2 separate regions of the Mus musculus genome follow, and region 1 is linked to region 2. The links are chromatin contacts, called in public HiChIP or PLAC-seq maps. All regions are on one chromosome and are shown on one strand. The core of a region is the stretch at or near the end of the contact, and the rest is flanking DNA. Distances in the headings are between cores, read along the strand shown.

What was found. HiChIP or PLAC-seq counts read pairs in DNA pulled down with a chosen protein or histone mark.
Region 1: an H3K27ac HiChIP or PLAC-seq map of regulatory T cells shows a contact between it and region 2, with 3 times the contacts expected there. The contact joins two enhancer-like sites. A contact is called at or near these places in 7 of 484 Hi-C or Micro-C datasets (embryonic fibroblasts, embryonic stem cells, epidermal suprabasal cells and 4 more) and 4 of 115 datasets of contacts at active chromatin or transcription factors (fibro-adipogenic progenitors, kidney, regulatory T cells and 1 more).

What each region holds. Positions count from the first base shown.
Region 1 is chr5:103,471,447-103,474,146 of GRCm38.p6, reverse strand. The region is part of intron 2 of Ptpn13 (protein tyrosine phosphatase, non-receptor type 13); the gene reads right to left. Among named protein-coding and RNA genes, the nearest start is that of Ptpn13, 48 kb to the right of the region's middle. Within about 2 kb of position 1,251, at least 13 of the 459 cell types and tissues checked have an H3K27ac peak or open chromatin away from gene starts, as enhancers often do. A contact at or near this core is called in memory CD8 T cells and regulatory T cells, where this site is marked.
Region 2 is chr5:103,365,939-103,368,638 of GRCm38.p6, reverse strand. No RefSeq gene overlaps it. Among named protein-coding and RNA genes, the nearest start is that of Gm30443, 7.3 kb to the right of the region's middle. Within about 2 kb of position 1,353, at least 53 of the 459 cell types and tissues checked have an H3K27ac peak or open chromatin away from gene starts, as enhancers often do. A contact at or near this core is called in memory CD8 T cells and regulatory T cells, where this site is marked.

The DNA of each region.
Region 1 (2,700 bases), core at 2-2,501, 110 kb before region 2:
AAGAATTTTGGCAGAGAAATGGTACCGAATACGGAAAAATCGAATTATAAAGTGTGGGGGGCAGGGGGCGCAGCATGACTTTTCTCTTTTAAAAATACACAGAAATGCCACAAATGTTTTCGAAGTGGTTTTAAAGTGCCATGTAATAAATCTGGAGCAATTTTGACCACAAAACGCATTGCTTTCAATTTCCAAAACATATACATGACATTTAAGTACTGGATTCTTGAGGTAATGTAGTCAAACCACAGAATATATTTTTAAATAATTATAAAGGCTTATGCAAACCTACAAGTGAGGGGATTTTAGAGTTGCGGCTGGAATCAGTCTTTAATTCCCACTTCCTGACAACCAAACGGAAGGAACTCAAAGCAAATGTTTTCAAAATCCTTCAAAGAATGTTGGCCAAAGAATATTCAAAAAGTAGGTTCCAGAAGCTTAGAGTGAGCGCTAAGGCCTGTGCCTCGGCTGTGCGCTGACCACACTCCAAGAACACTATTATTATGAAAAAGTAAACCTGATATGAACCAACTCCAGCAGTCAACGTGGTTCTTTCTGGAGACTACTAACATTCCGCGGGAGGAGTTGCTGTTCAAGCTCAACCAGCCAGGGGTGCAGTTAGAAACTTGGTATGGAAAGAAACAACTTCAAGCACATTTCAGTGTTCTCTCAAACTAAAAACCTATCACAATTTAACAGCCCTTCTTTCTTCCTGGGCCCTGCCATTTCCTTTAGAATTCCACCTTGGACTGTGCGACTGTAATCCCGCACTCAGGATGCTGAGGCTGGAGGGCAGGCACGTTATGAGCCTGAGGACAACCTGGGCTATTTAGTAGTTTAAGGACATCTTGGGTTACATAGCAAGACTCTTGTCTCCAAAAATAAATAAAATAAAAAGGTAAATGATTGTAATCGGGCTAAAAACATGGTATAAGGGAACAGTCAGCAAAGGCAACAGGGACTAATTAAGAAATTCAGAATAAAATCATCTCATGTGCACATTCCTGCTCTAGTTCAAGCAGTTCATGGAGAGAATTTACAGACCTCTTGGTTCTATGTTCTATTAGGGTAGCTGACAAAAATCTATGTAGAACTTACTGTCCAAAACTGAAGAATTTGATAAAGCTACTTATAATACAGAATTCTCTAAATACTCAGTCCTTTTCATATGTGCATTAGAACCCATATACGTATAAATCAATCTCCTGATTCAGCTTCATACTGAAACAAAAACTGCTTGGGACAGCTATTCTCCATTTCCTGTCATCCTCCGCCACCATCTAGGCCTCTTCCTTTCTCCCTCCGTCGCCTTATCTCCCTTCCTCTTTCCTCATAGTAGCATTTTGTGATAAATTATGATCTTCTGAAATTATAGTATATACTACAGGGTGATTAATTATAAATCTAGAACTTATTTGTTCCTAAATTTTGTTCCTACTTTCTAAATGTCACTTTCTCTAACGTGAAACAGGATGGAATAAACATTCCCATTCTGAAAATGAAACTGGACAAATGCTCTCAGTGTACCTGTGACACTAACACTATCAGAGTACCTGTGACACTCATGCTCTCAGTGTACCTGTGACACTCATGCTCTCAGCATACCTGTGACACTCATGCTCTCAGTGTACCTGTGACACTCATGCTCTCAGCATACCTGTGACACTCATGCTCTCAGCATACCTGTGACACTCATGCTCTCAGTGTACCTGTGACACTCATGCTCTCAGCATACCTGTGACACTCATGCTCTCAGCATACCTGTGACACTCATGCTCTCAGTGTACCTGTGACACTAACACTATCAGAGTACCTGTGACACTCATGCTCTCAGTGTACCTGTGACACTCATGCTCTCAGCATACCTGTGACACTCATGCTCTCAGTGTACCTGTGAAACTCATGCTCTCAGCATACCTGTGACACTCATGCTCTCAGCATACCTGTGACACTCATGCTCTCAGTGTACCTGTGACACTCATGCTCTCAGTGTACCTGTGACACTCATGCTCTCAGCATACCTGTGACACTCATGCTCTCAGTGTACCTGTGACACTCATGCTCTCAGCATACCTGTGACACTCATGCTCTCAGCATACCTGTGACACTCATGCTCTCAGTGTACCTGTGACACTCATGCTCTCAGTGTACCTGTGACACTCATGCTCTCAGCATACCTGTGACACTCATGCTCTCAGTGTACCTGTGACACTCATGCTCTCAGCATACCTGTGACACTCATGCTTTCAGTGTACCTGTGACACTCATGCTCTCAGTGTACCTGTGACACTCATGCTCTCAGCATACCTGTGACACTCATGCTCTCAGTGTACCTGTGACACTCATACTCTCAGTGTACCTGTGACACTCATGCTCTCAGCATACCTGTGACACTCATGCTCTCAGCGTACCTGTGACACTCATGCTCTCAGTGTACCTGTGACACTCATGCTCTCAGCGTACCTGTGACACTCATGCTCTCAGTGTACCTGTGACACTCATGCTCTCAGCATACCTGTGACACTCATGCTTTCAGTGTACCTGTGACACTCATGCTCTCAGTGTACCTACAATAACACAAATGCTTCACAAATGCTCTCAGTGTACCTGTGACAAGGCAAACTCATTATGATGACCTTGTACACGACATCTGACGTTAGCTGAGATAGCCAGTCACTGAAAAGCATTTCATATAAGCTC
Region 2 (2,700 bases), core at 104-2,603:
TTTTTTTTTTTTTTTTTTTTTTTTTAATTGTTTTGTTTTGTATTTTGAGACAAGGTTTCTCTGTGTACCCCAGGCTGCCCTGGAACTCACTCAGTAGACCAGGCTGTCCTGGAACTCAGAAATCTGCCTGCCAAGTGCTGGGATTAAAAGTCCTTTAAGTGTGCAAGCCATAGCTGGGCAGTGGTGGCGCATGCCTTTAATCCCAGCAGTTGGGAGGCAGAGGCAGGCAGATTTCTGAGTTTGAGGCCAACCTGCTCTACAGAGTGAGTTCCAGGACAGCCAGGGCTCTACAGAGAAACCCTGTCACAATTAACTAAATTTCAGATCTAGATTTCACTAGGTTTGTTGTTGTTTTTGTCTTTGTTTTTCGCCACTCCCCCCACCCCCCAGCAATACCTTTTTTTTTTTTTTTTTTTCTATCCTAAGACCCAAGCTGGAACATGGCATTATGGTAAGTTGTCCTGTCCATTGGTCTGTCCTGGTTCCTAGCTTGTCTGTGAGGCACTGAGCTGGATAGGTCTTTTGTAGAAAAGTCCTCTGAACTGGGGATACCTGATCTTTTTGTGATTAGAACGTTCTAGAAAGAAGCACCTTCCCTCACAGCCTCTCAGGTATACGGGCATCCAACAAGCTCGTGTTGATGATGTGAGTCTCCCCTGTTGCTTGCCAGATTTCTTCTTAGTGAAGTCTCAATGCTTCTGGTTACATTCTCTGGAAACAGGCCACTGAAGCAGGAGGGGGCCTGCGGGGGGAATTAACCTCCACCTTCCTGGAAGACCAAGAATTTACCAAGTGGAATTCACTCTGCCTTTCCCTACCTATTCACTTATAACACTATGAGCTCACAGGTAATTATTTAAATACCGGCTGATAACCTACTGAATTGCTGTCTCTGTTACCACCCTAATTAGCCCAGCCTTAGCCACTGCAAGCCCTCTCAGGTGGACTTCTGTGCTCCTCTGTTGTGCTCCTGTCCCTTTGACTAAGCTTTTTGATACTACAGGAAGCACTGGGTTCATATTACATCCATCCTGCTCCAATTCTGAGAAGTTTCTTTGAGGAAACCGCATTTCCTTTAATTGGGCGGTGGCATTCCAATGTGTTATCATAATGGATTCCAGTCCCGGAAGATTTGGGCCGGAGGAGTTCACTTCGTTTCCAAAACGGTGATCAATGGTATGACCCGGTCTAGGGAGCCCACGGTGCACTTCCTTGCTGGGGATATTTACGAAGCTGCCTCAGGGGCAGGTATGTGAATCATGGGGTTAAAGAATGGTACTCAGATGATGTCATTGTGGACACTTTCAGTACAGTGAGCGGGCATGCTCAAATTTGCATTAGATGACGTTTCTGGGTCTTACACATCTTGACGTTTCTGCCCTGGGACTCATGGATTCCCAGAACAGTGCACATACAGTTTGTTAGAACTCAGGTAAACAAAAGAAAAAGTGATACATTTGCATTTGAAGAGGTTTTGTGGTTAACTTAAAAACTACCACCTGTAGACATTTCCTCTAGGCTCTGCCCCATAGTTACCTGGTAACAGCCAGGTATGCCTGACTCACCATAAAAGGGGCTGCTTGCCCACCCCCTCTCTTGCTCTTCTCCTCTTGCTTTTGATCCCGTACCCTCTTCCTCCTCTTTCCCCTTTCCTCTCCCCACTTTCTCTCCATGTGCTCATGGCCGGTTTCTACTCCCCTCCCCTCCCAACTTCCCTCCTCTTCCTCTTCCTCCTCCCCCCCTCCTCCTCCCTTCCTCCCTCTCTCTATTTCTCTCTCTCTCTGCCTTTTTCTGTCTCTACTCTCTCAATTCCCCCCCCCCCCTGCCCTAAATAAACTATTCTATTCTATACCATGGCCTGTCCCTCAGCAGAAAGGGATGCTTCTACATGGCCTGAAGAGACACACCCCTCCCCCCACACCATACCTCGCCTCCACCAAACACATCCCTGGCTTCCTTTCTTTTTCTAAAACACACCACCACCCCCTTGATTGGTAATGATAGTGTGATCCCTAAAATACCCCAGTAACTCCTGACTGTATCTGAAACAAGCATGGCGTACACAGTCGAAGTCACTGGGAAGAGCAGAAAGATATCTCACTGTTTGTGCGTTCTGGCGAGGTAGGTAACGAAGGCAATATTATTCAGCGGGAAAGTGGAGTAATAATGAATGCAGAGCCTTGGGAGCTGTATGGTATCAGACTCCTGCTTCCAGGCTGCGGGATCGAATCGGGCCTCCCTGGAACAGGGAGAGAGCAGGGAGGTTAGTTTCCACGATCTCTAGTTAGAGAGAACGTGAGGCTGAGTCTGTGGGTGTGGAGTCCACAGAGGTGGGAAAACCAAACAGCAGGACCATGAGAAGGGAGCAATACTTTGGTAAAATATATTTATTTAGCAACTCTTGGCTCCCACTGCTCAAACACTCGATTTTAAAGAAACATCCACAGCCAGGCCACAAAGTAGCCAAGAACAAGGAAGAGTGAAGGTATGCTCAGAGTAATTGGGGAAGCTCGGGGTGGGAGAGATTGAGCCCGAGAGTGAGTTATCCCAGAACAGATGGAGGCGGCCACGTTAGCTTTGCACTAAACTGTACTGTAGCTTTGAATCTATTTTCGTGATAAACTACTCATAACAAAGCTTACCACGTTAACCATGTTTATGTATGCAGTTCGGCGGCATTCCACCCTATACTGTTGTGTG